Linked DNA regions of Mus musculus: region 1 is linked to region 2. Evidence: chromatin contacts called from public Hi-C data. All regions are on one chromosome and are shown on one strand. Each heading gives the region's core, a stretch centred on a gene start, on an enhancer-like site or on the middle of the called end of the contact. The rest is flanking DNA. Distances are from core to core; before and after follow the strand shown.

What was found. Hi-C and Micro-C count contacts between places; a contact is called where the count stands out from the background.
Region 1: a Hi-C map of embryonic stem cells shows a contact between it and region 2, with 2.0 times the contacts expected there. The contact joins the enhancer-like site here to the promoter of D930020B18Rik in region 2. A contact is called at or near these places in 6 of 39 promoter capture datasets (the C10 cell line, the HPC-7 cell line, embryonic stem cells and 2 more), 8 of 484 Hi-C or Micro-C datasets (the C10 cell line, cortical neurons, embryonic stem cells and 2 more) and 2 of 9 other capture datasets (adipose tissue and embryonic stem cells).

What each region holds. Positions count from the first base shown.
Region 1 is chr10:121,859,064-121,863,498 of GRCm38.p6, reverse strand. All of the region lies in intron 6 of Srgap1 (SLIT-ROBO Rho GTPase activating protein 1), which reads left to right. Among named protein-coding and RNA genes, the nearest start is that of Gm46183, 66 kb to the right of the region's middle. Within about 2 kb of position 1,963, at least 13 of the 459 cell types and tissues checked have an H3K27ac peak or open chromatin away from gene starts, as enhancers often do.
Region 2 is chr10:121,639,863-121,644,277 of GRCm38.p6, reverse strand. D930020B18Rik (RIKEN cDNA D930020B18 gene) reads right to left here and starts at 2,577. Exons shown (of 13, transcript NM_177335.4): 1 at 2,209-2,577. The coding sequence starts at 2,460.

The sequences.
Region 1 (4,435 bases), core at 714-3,213, 220 kb before region 2:
ACAGAATGAGACTGGAATTAGATTGCAGTGCATAGCCCCCACTGCCTTTATGCCATCGTTTCTGAAAAATCAATTATGCTAAAACTTTGAGCCTTATCTTTTTGTCTCTTGGGACATACTATGTCACTAAAGACCAACTTATTCAGAGTTCGCCTTCCTTAATTCGTCAGGACCACGCCCCACACACACATGGTGGTATCGAGTCATCTGTGAAAACTTACCAAAAAGTGGTACCACATTTCCCCCGTTAGACCCGAACTCTTATTAGAAAGATTACAGAGACTGTGTTCGTTGGGTTAACGCATCCTACTGATCATGAAGACTAATGTAGACATAGTTTTAGTCCATTGTGATTTTTGAGGGGTGTTTAAAAACTGAAACGAGTTAGGTGACTGAAGGAAGTAGCATTTTAAAGTTTCTTCCAGCAGGGATGCCACAGGCTTTTGCTTCAAGGAAGTCCCTAAATAAGGACTGGTGGTGGTTGTCGTTGTTGTTGCTGCTGTTGTCTCCAGTGTTTGCTTGGCCATATTCCTCTGGATCTCTGAATGTCAAAAAGCCCCCGAAGTGAGACCCCAAATCTCTGTCTTTTGCTTCTTCTCTTGGTTGCATCTAAATGATGGCCCTTAGATTCCTATCATCAGCCCTGATCCTCTCCCCAGGCTCTGGATATGTGTATCAGTTTCCTGCCAGCGGTTGTACACATGTGTGGGCATTCTGAACACTCATAACTCCCTAAGCACCTTTAATATCTATTTTCCCAACCTTCCCCACCCTCTGTACAGACAGCTTTCTTCTTAGTAATTTTCCACACCCCAAGAAATGCTACCACTTTCCTCCCATAGAATACATCAGCAAATCCCACGATCTCTTCCTCGTAAAGATTCCAAAACTACGTCCCACTTCTTATGACAAGCTTGGACTCCTGGGCTTTCTCCTCACCACCTGCCCATGTTACCTCCTTCCGTCCGTCCGTCCGTCCCTCCATTCCATGAAATGTACCCCCACAACCTACACTCATGGCTTCCAAAGCTCTACCCTCTTCCCACACTATCAGAGTACTAAAAGTCAGAAATCAGACATGTTTGAAATTCCTCAGAGGTCTCCTGAACCCTTAGCGTAAGAGCTGAATATTTGTAATTATCCATTATGAATTGGTACCCACCTGCCTCCCAGTTCCATCTACACCTTGCCATCACTTGCTAAGCTTCAGTGTGCTGAGCTGTCTGTCCCACAAAACCACAGGGCACTTCCTTGCTTGGGGCCTGTGTGCTTTGTTGCAGAAGTTTACAAGAGTCAATCCTTCCTCGAGTGCACACCCACTGCCCTAAATAAAAGACCAGCAGGCTTCCTTCTGGAGTCTTGACACTCCTCTGACCCCTTAGTCTTTCTATAACATTTACTGTATCGCCTGTATTTGAGCTCACTGTGTCTGATCTCTCTCCTTCCTCTTGATTTTATTTGCATTTGTTACAGAGACTTTTTCCCCCTGAGAGAATGAGTCTGGTGGGTGGGAGATGCTTCAGGGAACAGGTGACTATTAAGGTGTTCATTGGGACCTATCAGCAGTCAGTATCAGTCCCGGTTCCTACTTTGTATCTAGTCCTGGTAAGGAGATGTACCACTGAGATCTTCCCATTGCTCAGGGGGAACTCTGAAACTTTGTTCTTATTAAGCGTTTGGCCACAGTTGATAGAAGAGCAACACGAATGGAATTGCCAGCTTTCGGGGGATTCTCAGAAACCCTGAGAGGCACAATATAAAATGTATAAAATGTGCTTGTGAAAGTTAAGGTATCTGGCTTGACCCCCATGGGATGTTTATTTCTCACAAAATGTGTCTATGGCTTCTGGGTTAAAGTAATAAATGTCCAGACGGAAATGTGGAGGACGAGGAGACGCGATTCCAAAGCAGGGACTCCTTCACTTGACTGCTAATCTGGGAACTTTGGACTCACGTCCTTCTAGGGCCTCGAAAGCCACTCGTGGGCACACGAGAGCTGCTGTTTTTAGAATCCTTCTGCCCTTGGCTTGTCCTGTTTTTCAGAAAGACTCAAACTAAGGTGTGAGGAAAGTCTTTATCCGATATCCATGGCAAAGTAAGAGTCAAAGGTGTGCTTGGTAACCCACTGCGGTAAGCACCTTTCTCCTGAGGAGCCTGTGCCCCTCCAGCGTGTGAAGTCCTGTTCACCTCTTTCCCCTGCTCAGGGCGCATGCCTGGTCTATGGGGGATGGGGATCTTATATAAACCTAGCTGTGCTTTGTTAGAAGTGAAATCCAGATGTAGGAATCAGAAGAAAAGGCCACTCAGATCTCTCAGGCCAAGGGCACAGTACATGGGTGAAGGTGAGACTTCTTCAGGAAAATAGGCAACACCCCCTCCTCCTCTCAGTTCCCATAGCTACTGGAGTCACAGGGTGCTTGGGGCTCTCCTCTGTGAGCTTCCAGAACTGCCCTGCAGACGTCCTTGGCTAGGACTTGGGGAATCAGCAACACCAGACTTCTTTTTTTTCTTTTTTCATTTTTTATTAGGTATTTAGCTCATTTACATTTCCAATGCTATACCAAAAGTCCCCCATACCCACCCACCCCTACTCCCCTACCCACCCACTCCCCCTTTTTGGCCCTGGCGTTCCCCTGTACTGGGGCATATAAAGTTTGCGTGTCCAATGGGCCTCTCTTTCTCTTGCGGGCTCCTGGTGTCATGGAATGTGCGCTAAAGGAGGGCAGAGAGGCAGGGAAAGCAAGGGGCCTTCTGGGGAGCCGGGGTCCACGAAGTGATTGTGTTAGTCGCTGTCCTTGATGCTTCATCTCAGCTTCCCTTGCATACTGGTTGCAACCCTTTGGGCTGTGGTTAGCCTGCTGTGCTTAGACTAACACCTAGTATGCTGAATTTTGGCAGTGCTTAGGATTTTTAAACATCTGAAGATTTTTTTTTTAATTTTAATGCATGCTTTTGATTCCAACAGCCCTTCCTCCCCCACTTTTTGGGTCTATGATGTTGTGCATTCATCTAGAGTTCTTCATCTGCCAGAATAACAGAGCTTTGTGTGAATGAAGTAGTTTATTGGTTTCCTATGTATTTTCATCATTGAATGTGCTTGGGCTATAACTCAGCTCTCTGTGCAGAAGCTGGCCTTTCGTGTCTCATTAATAATTCATAAGCACCATAGAATCACTTGAGACCTTTTTAGCCAAATATCTTTGAGTCCTAACATATCCAATGTCATTTCAGCTTCTGGTTTAGAAAAAGAGACTCCTCTGTGGCAAGGCTTTCTCTCAGTAGCCCTTGACGAACCTTCTCTCCTCCCTGCCTCCCACCCCGTGTTTATTATTCCTTTTAAGTTCAGGATGCTTGAGAAATCTAGAATTTGGAAATGTTACATAACAGAAGTAAGAAATTCACGCCAACTAAGTGGCTTTATGGACCTATGAACACCATAGGGGCCCGAGACAGACTGCCTGTCAGAAGCCAGCACAGAAGTACGCATGCGCACGCACATACACCTCCCGCCTAGGAGGGAAAAGTCCAGAAGTACCTGCTAGGCAAATGGAGTTCCTTAGCCAGATGTCTGTTCCACTGTCTGATTAAGAAGCCATTGTGAAACCAGATCTCACACCGACAGGATCCACTTGGCTATAGTGGAAATAGAAACCCACAGGGCTTTTGTCCTTTGGTGGAGTGAAGTGTTAGGGGGGATGATGGAAACTTTGTAGCTGCTCTTCAAAACACCAAGTTGGTTTGGTAGTTGGGGTCAGAATTCTTTCTGCCCTCCCTCCATTTTATCTCCCTCCCTCCCTCCCTCCCTCCCTCCCTCCCTCCCTCCCTCCCTCCCTTCCTTTCTTCTTCCTCCCTCCCTTCTGTCCCTTCCACCTTTGCTCCCCTCCTTCCCTCCCCCTCTCCTCCAGTTACCCTTTCTCTTTTAAGCTCTAAGGAGCACAGGTTGTGTCTGGAGTGAAAGGCCTTTCTCAGTTTCAGTCTCCTCTTTGTATTTCAGCCTCCCACCTGAATCACTACTTACACAGCGAAGCAGCAGTTCTTGCTTCCATATAATCAGGTGGAAGATGCTGTCTTCGTTCTGAATAGTAGACTGATTTTAAGCACTAGTCCATATTAAAGAAATGGGGCCCGTTTCCTTTTCAAACCCGAGTCTTTATAAAATAAGATGTTATTGGAAGATAGAATGATTATTTTTTTCCCCAATCTCTCTGATGTATACAAAACTGCAGGGAACCATTATAGATTGGGAGAAGCAAGAGGAATAAAAGAAGTCTTTGTTCACTTGAGCCTAGAATCTCCAAATTAACCAAAATGAATCATTCTCTCTGTATTTGGGGCGCAGCTGACTCCACCAGAGATGGATGGTAGTGAGCCAGTTGCTGCATTTCACAATTGTATTACTTGTGACATCATAGCTGTTTGCCAATTTTTATAAATC
Region 2 (4,415 bases), core at 1,328-3,827:
TCAAAAACAAAAACAGCTGAATGGAAAAGTATTGGCTCAGGACCCCCAAGACCAAGTTCTCGGCACAAAAGAGATTTGTCCCAGAGGGACAGAGGGTGGGGATAAGGAACAGAGATAGGTGATGGAGGAAGAGGGGAAAGACCAAAGGGGGGGGGCAGGCAAGGGAAAGGGGAAGGGGTATTTGTCCCAGAGTGGGGCAAAGGACTGCCTCTGGATGGAGGGGAGAGAGGTGTGGCCCAAGGGCAAACGGTGGTTTATAAGATAAAATAGGGAACCCCATGTTAGGATAAGGTATTTCATTTTAATTGAGCATGTTAATTAGGTGAGCCAAAGGGGGCTTTTGATTGCTGGACTTCAATACTTTAATTTAGCTGGACCTTGGTAGTCAGCCTCAGGAGGAGGAATTGGCCAAATAGGGAAGTGACGTTGGGAGTTTAGGAATGTAATCTAATGTTTTGTTGTTGTTGTGGTGGTGGTGGTGGTTGTTTTCGTTTTTGTTTTTTGTTTTGTTTTTTGCCAGGCAGAGGGAATGGGGGAGAAGGGCAAAGCCTGCCAGAGCCATGCTTGCCACACACAGGCTGGCCAGAGTCTCTTCAACAACAAAAAACTCTCCTGAATTCCTGAAAGGCAAATCCGTCCATAAAGCATGAGAAGTTATAGAGCTTCTTTTCACAGAGTTGATTCTGGGTTTCTGGACCCTAAGGAATATTACTGTGCTGCTCGCTTTCTCTCTCTCTCTCTCTCTCTCTCTCTCTCTCTCTCTCTGACACCTTAAAGTAGTATATACAGCTACCAACAGACTGTGTCTGTTGGGGAAGAATAGCAATATCAAAAAATCATCACAGTTTTGTCGAAACAACAAATATTTTCACTAAAGACGCTAAAAATGCTGGGTGCAAAAAAGCTTTCTAGCACATTTGCTCAGACTGCAAGGCCGTACGCTGGTAGAGCACTTATCTAGCACAAGGTTCTGGGATACACATGCACACACTGCAGTTTATTTATATGGCAATTTATTTCTAATTAGTTCAAAAGAGTGGAAATAATGTCAAGGATTTACTTCTTTTACTCAAAGAAAAAAGAAAGGAGAGGAAAGGGAAGGAAAAGAGAGCAGGCCAGCTGGCTCAGCAGCTCAGAGAGCTGCTTGCTTAATGCCAAGCCTCAACACCTGTGTTCAAGTTCCAAGACCCACAAACTGAGAGAACTGACTTACACAAACTCCTCAGACCTCCACATTCTCACCATGACACACACACGCACACACACACTCACAAATATACACGTGCACACAAAATAAAAAGTGTAATAAAAGTTTCAAAGAAACAAAGGTAGCCACAGCCGACATCTGAGTAGAATTTAAAAAGAAAATTATTTAATTGTATTATTTTCTTATAAATGTGTTAAAGCCAAGTTACTGTTCTGTGGGCAAAACAGCTTCATCAACAGCCTTGCCAACTACTCCCATGGGGACACAGACTTAGGCAAGCGAGAGTAAAGGCTAGACACAAGTCCCAGAGGAACTAGGAACACCTGGAAAGCAGCTCAGACAAAGAGACCTGGAGGCAATCAATAAAAGGAGAAACAGGAGAGGAGGCTGTGCCTCCAATCAGCTGCTGCGTCTTAAAGTCAATCTATTCCCAGAGGAGAGGGAAACAGTGGCTACTCTAAAACCCAGGGCAAGACTGTATCTCTTGAGACTCAGTCCTGAGGACACTCCTTCCAGGAAGCTTCCCCACTCCGTTTGAATTAAGTGGCCAGCCTGAAAGACGCACGGATCCTGTGCACATCACGCAAATTATTCGCTCACGCACTTTTTCTGGACCAGTCACGTGTGGACTACACATGAGCGGCAAGAAAGTAAACAAAGCGTGGCGGCGCTGGCTTGCACAGGTGTGGTCTCCCGTTCCTGCAGAAGAGGTGCAGCACGGTACCCGCACGGAGTAGGTGCTTAATGAACAAGAGGCTTGTCACTATAGCGAGACTGGTTGTCAAACCTGTTGCCCAATTTGGGAGCAGAGGGTTTTCAGGAGGAGAACGGGAGAACTTGTTTATTTGAAATTCTACATCAAACCCCAGCTTTTCCACGCAGCTGCTTTCACTGACAAGAGATGAAGTCCGGGGCGGGATGGGGAAGGTGTTCCTCCTTTCTCCAGCGCCAGAGGGGGATGCGAGAGTTTAGGAAGGAGCCTGCCCGCCCGCAATCCTCACCAGGTCAATGGCCACGACGTCCCGCAAAGCCACTACCCGCCGGATGGACTTGGGCGGGTTCTCGGTCAGGTAGATGAGCCGGTCGCTGAGCACCACGTACTTGAACGTGTGCTTCTCGGCGTCCGACACCACGATGCACGGCTCGTAGGCGCGGACCGCGTCGTACACCTCCGGAGGCAGGTGCCGCCGCAAGAACGCGTCCAGACGGCTGTTCGTGCGCCCGGGGAAGCCGGATCGCGCGGGGCTTGCCATGCGACACCCGCGACCAGGCAGAGTATCCTGGGTGGCTGCGACTCCACGACACCCAGTGGAACCCGCGCGCGCCACAAAGCCGCGCGCCTGCCGCCTCTGCCACCAGCGCGTCCCGGTGCCCGGAGCCGGACCTTGCTTCAGGAACCAGCTCCGGAGTCGTGTTCCCCGAGCCCCCTGCCCCGCCCGGTCCCGCCCCTAAACTTCGTCCTCACCTACACAGCGATGGGCGGAGCAAGACTAAAGTGTTGATTGACAAGGAGAAGTACTCAAGGGTCTGGGAAGAAATACGGCCCCTTTTCAGCTACTGAGCCACATGGTCACATTAAAAACTCCACTGATAACGGAGGCCGGTTTGAATCTGATTTCCTGTTAAAGAGAAACTTGAAACCGATGGGATTTTGCGGAGTTGAGAATCCTATAATTACCATAACACTGCCTGCTGTGACTTTCAAGCTTTGTCTTAGAGGCAGGAGTCTCCAAAGACCCTTACAAACTGTTTTGGTAACTCAAGCCATACAAGCCGTGCGTCTGTGTCCCCGATGCCTAGAACGATGCGGAAAATGAATGCCAGGTGGAAGGGCCCTCTGGAAGCCGATGGGTTGAAGGATGTGATTATGTAACCTTAGAGATGCAGAGCAATAAAGGGGTTGCTTCACGTTTGCGAGCTGGCCAGGAATAACGCTGTATGTTAGGTTGGCGTGCTAGGAAGCACAATAGAAACTTGCCCTAGGTGTGCGCTTCCATTTTTATTTCAAACCCCGGAAAACCCATCTTTCTCCCCCTTCCCACTCATAGAAAGACCCGAGGATGGAGCTGGCCCACATTTGTAGGTCCAGGATTCCAGAGACAGGCCTGAGGACAAGCCATAAACTGGAGGTCTACCTTTGTTAATCTAGTGAGTTCTGGGATGCACGGCAAAACCCTGTCTCAAAAGTAAATTCATGGAGATGATACAATGAAACTATATTATTCCTCTATTTGCTAACAGACCTCAATAAAGTCTGATGTTCCTTACGGTGATTTATAGTCTCCCTTTTCATACTTTACTATTATGAGCTGAATATTGTAAACAATTCCAAATTCATCATGGGAGAAGAGCATAGATGTGTCTCAGTATACAACCAGATATGGTGAACAACTCACCACAGCAGGGAAAGAGTAAGTCATTGTTTCTTTTCTTAGCATGTAATTGCTCGGAGTGGGGAGGAAGTGCCACCTGCTGGCAGAATCTCAAATTCTGTGTGGCCTAGCACTCAGTGTCCCCAGAATCTGCTCTGTCTGACTCCTCAGCCGATAGATAAAAATTGACTCTCACCATGGTTACAAGCTTTGCTGGTAAAGGACCTTTGCCACTTTAAGCCAATAGAAAGGCAAGGACCCTCAACTCTGCCTGATAGTTACCCTCACAGCAGCTCAGTGACAAATAACAGTAACTGTGACATCAGAGGTAGAAAGTGACTTCAGACCACTCACTGTTCTGTCTCTGGGTTTCTGGTTTTATACCCACTTCCTGGGACCAAGACAAACAGAACGCCCGGAGCATTCCAGAAATGGTGTTGCACTTGCTGTGGGTGCTTAAACACCCATTGAAAAACAATTAGCTTTTGGTGACCAAGACACCAACTTTAATAAACCTTAGGATGAAGCACAAGACAGAGGTACTAATGACCTCATCTAGGCTTGGCGACTCACAGAGAAGACAGTGTCATGGTTTCCAGGTTCTCCATGTTCCACTCTGTTGCCAGGGAAACAGCAAAGGTCAGATGGCAAGGATGAGATTAACCAACTGCAAAGGAAAAAATTGCTGAATTTGGAGCCAGGGGCTGGGGAGGGGGGTGTATTGGATTAGTACTAATACCACTGTTCACTATCTGTGAGAGTTTTAGGGAAAAAAAAAATATATATATATCACTTAGCCTTCCTGAGCCTAAGGCTCATCATATATAGAATGCAAC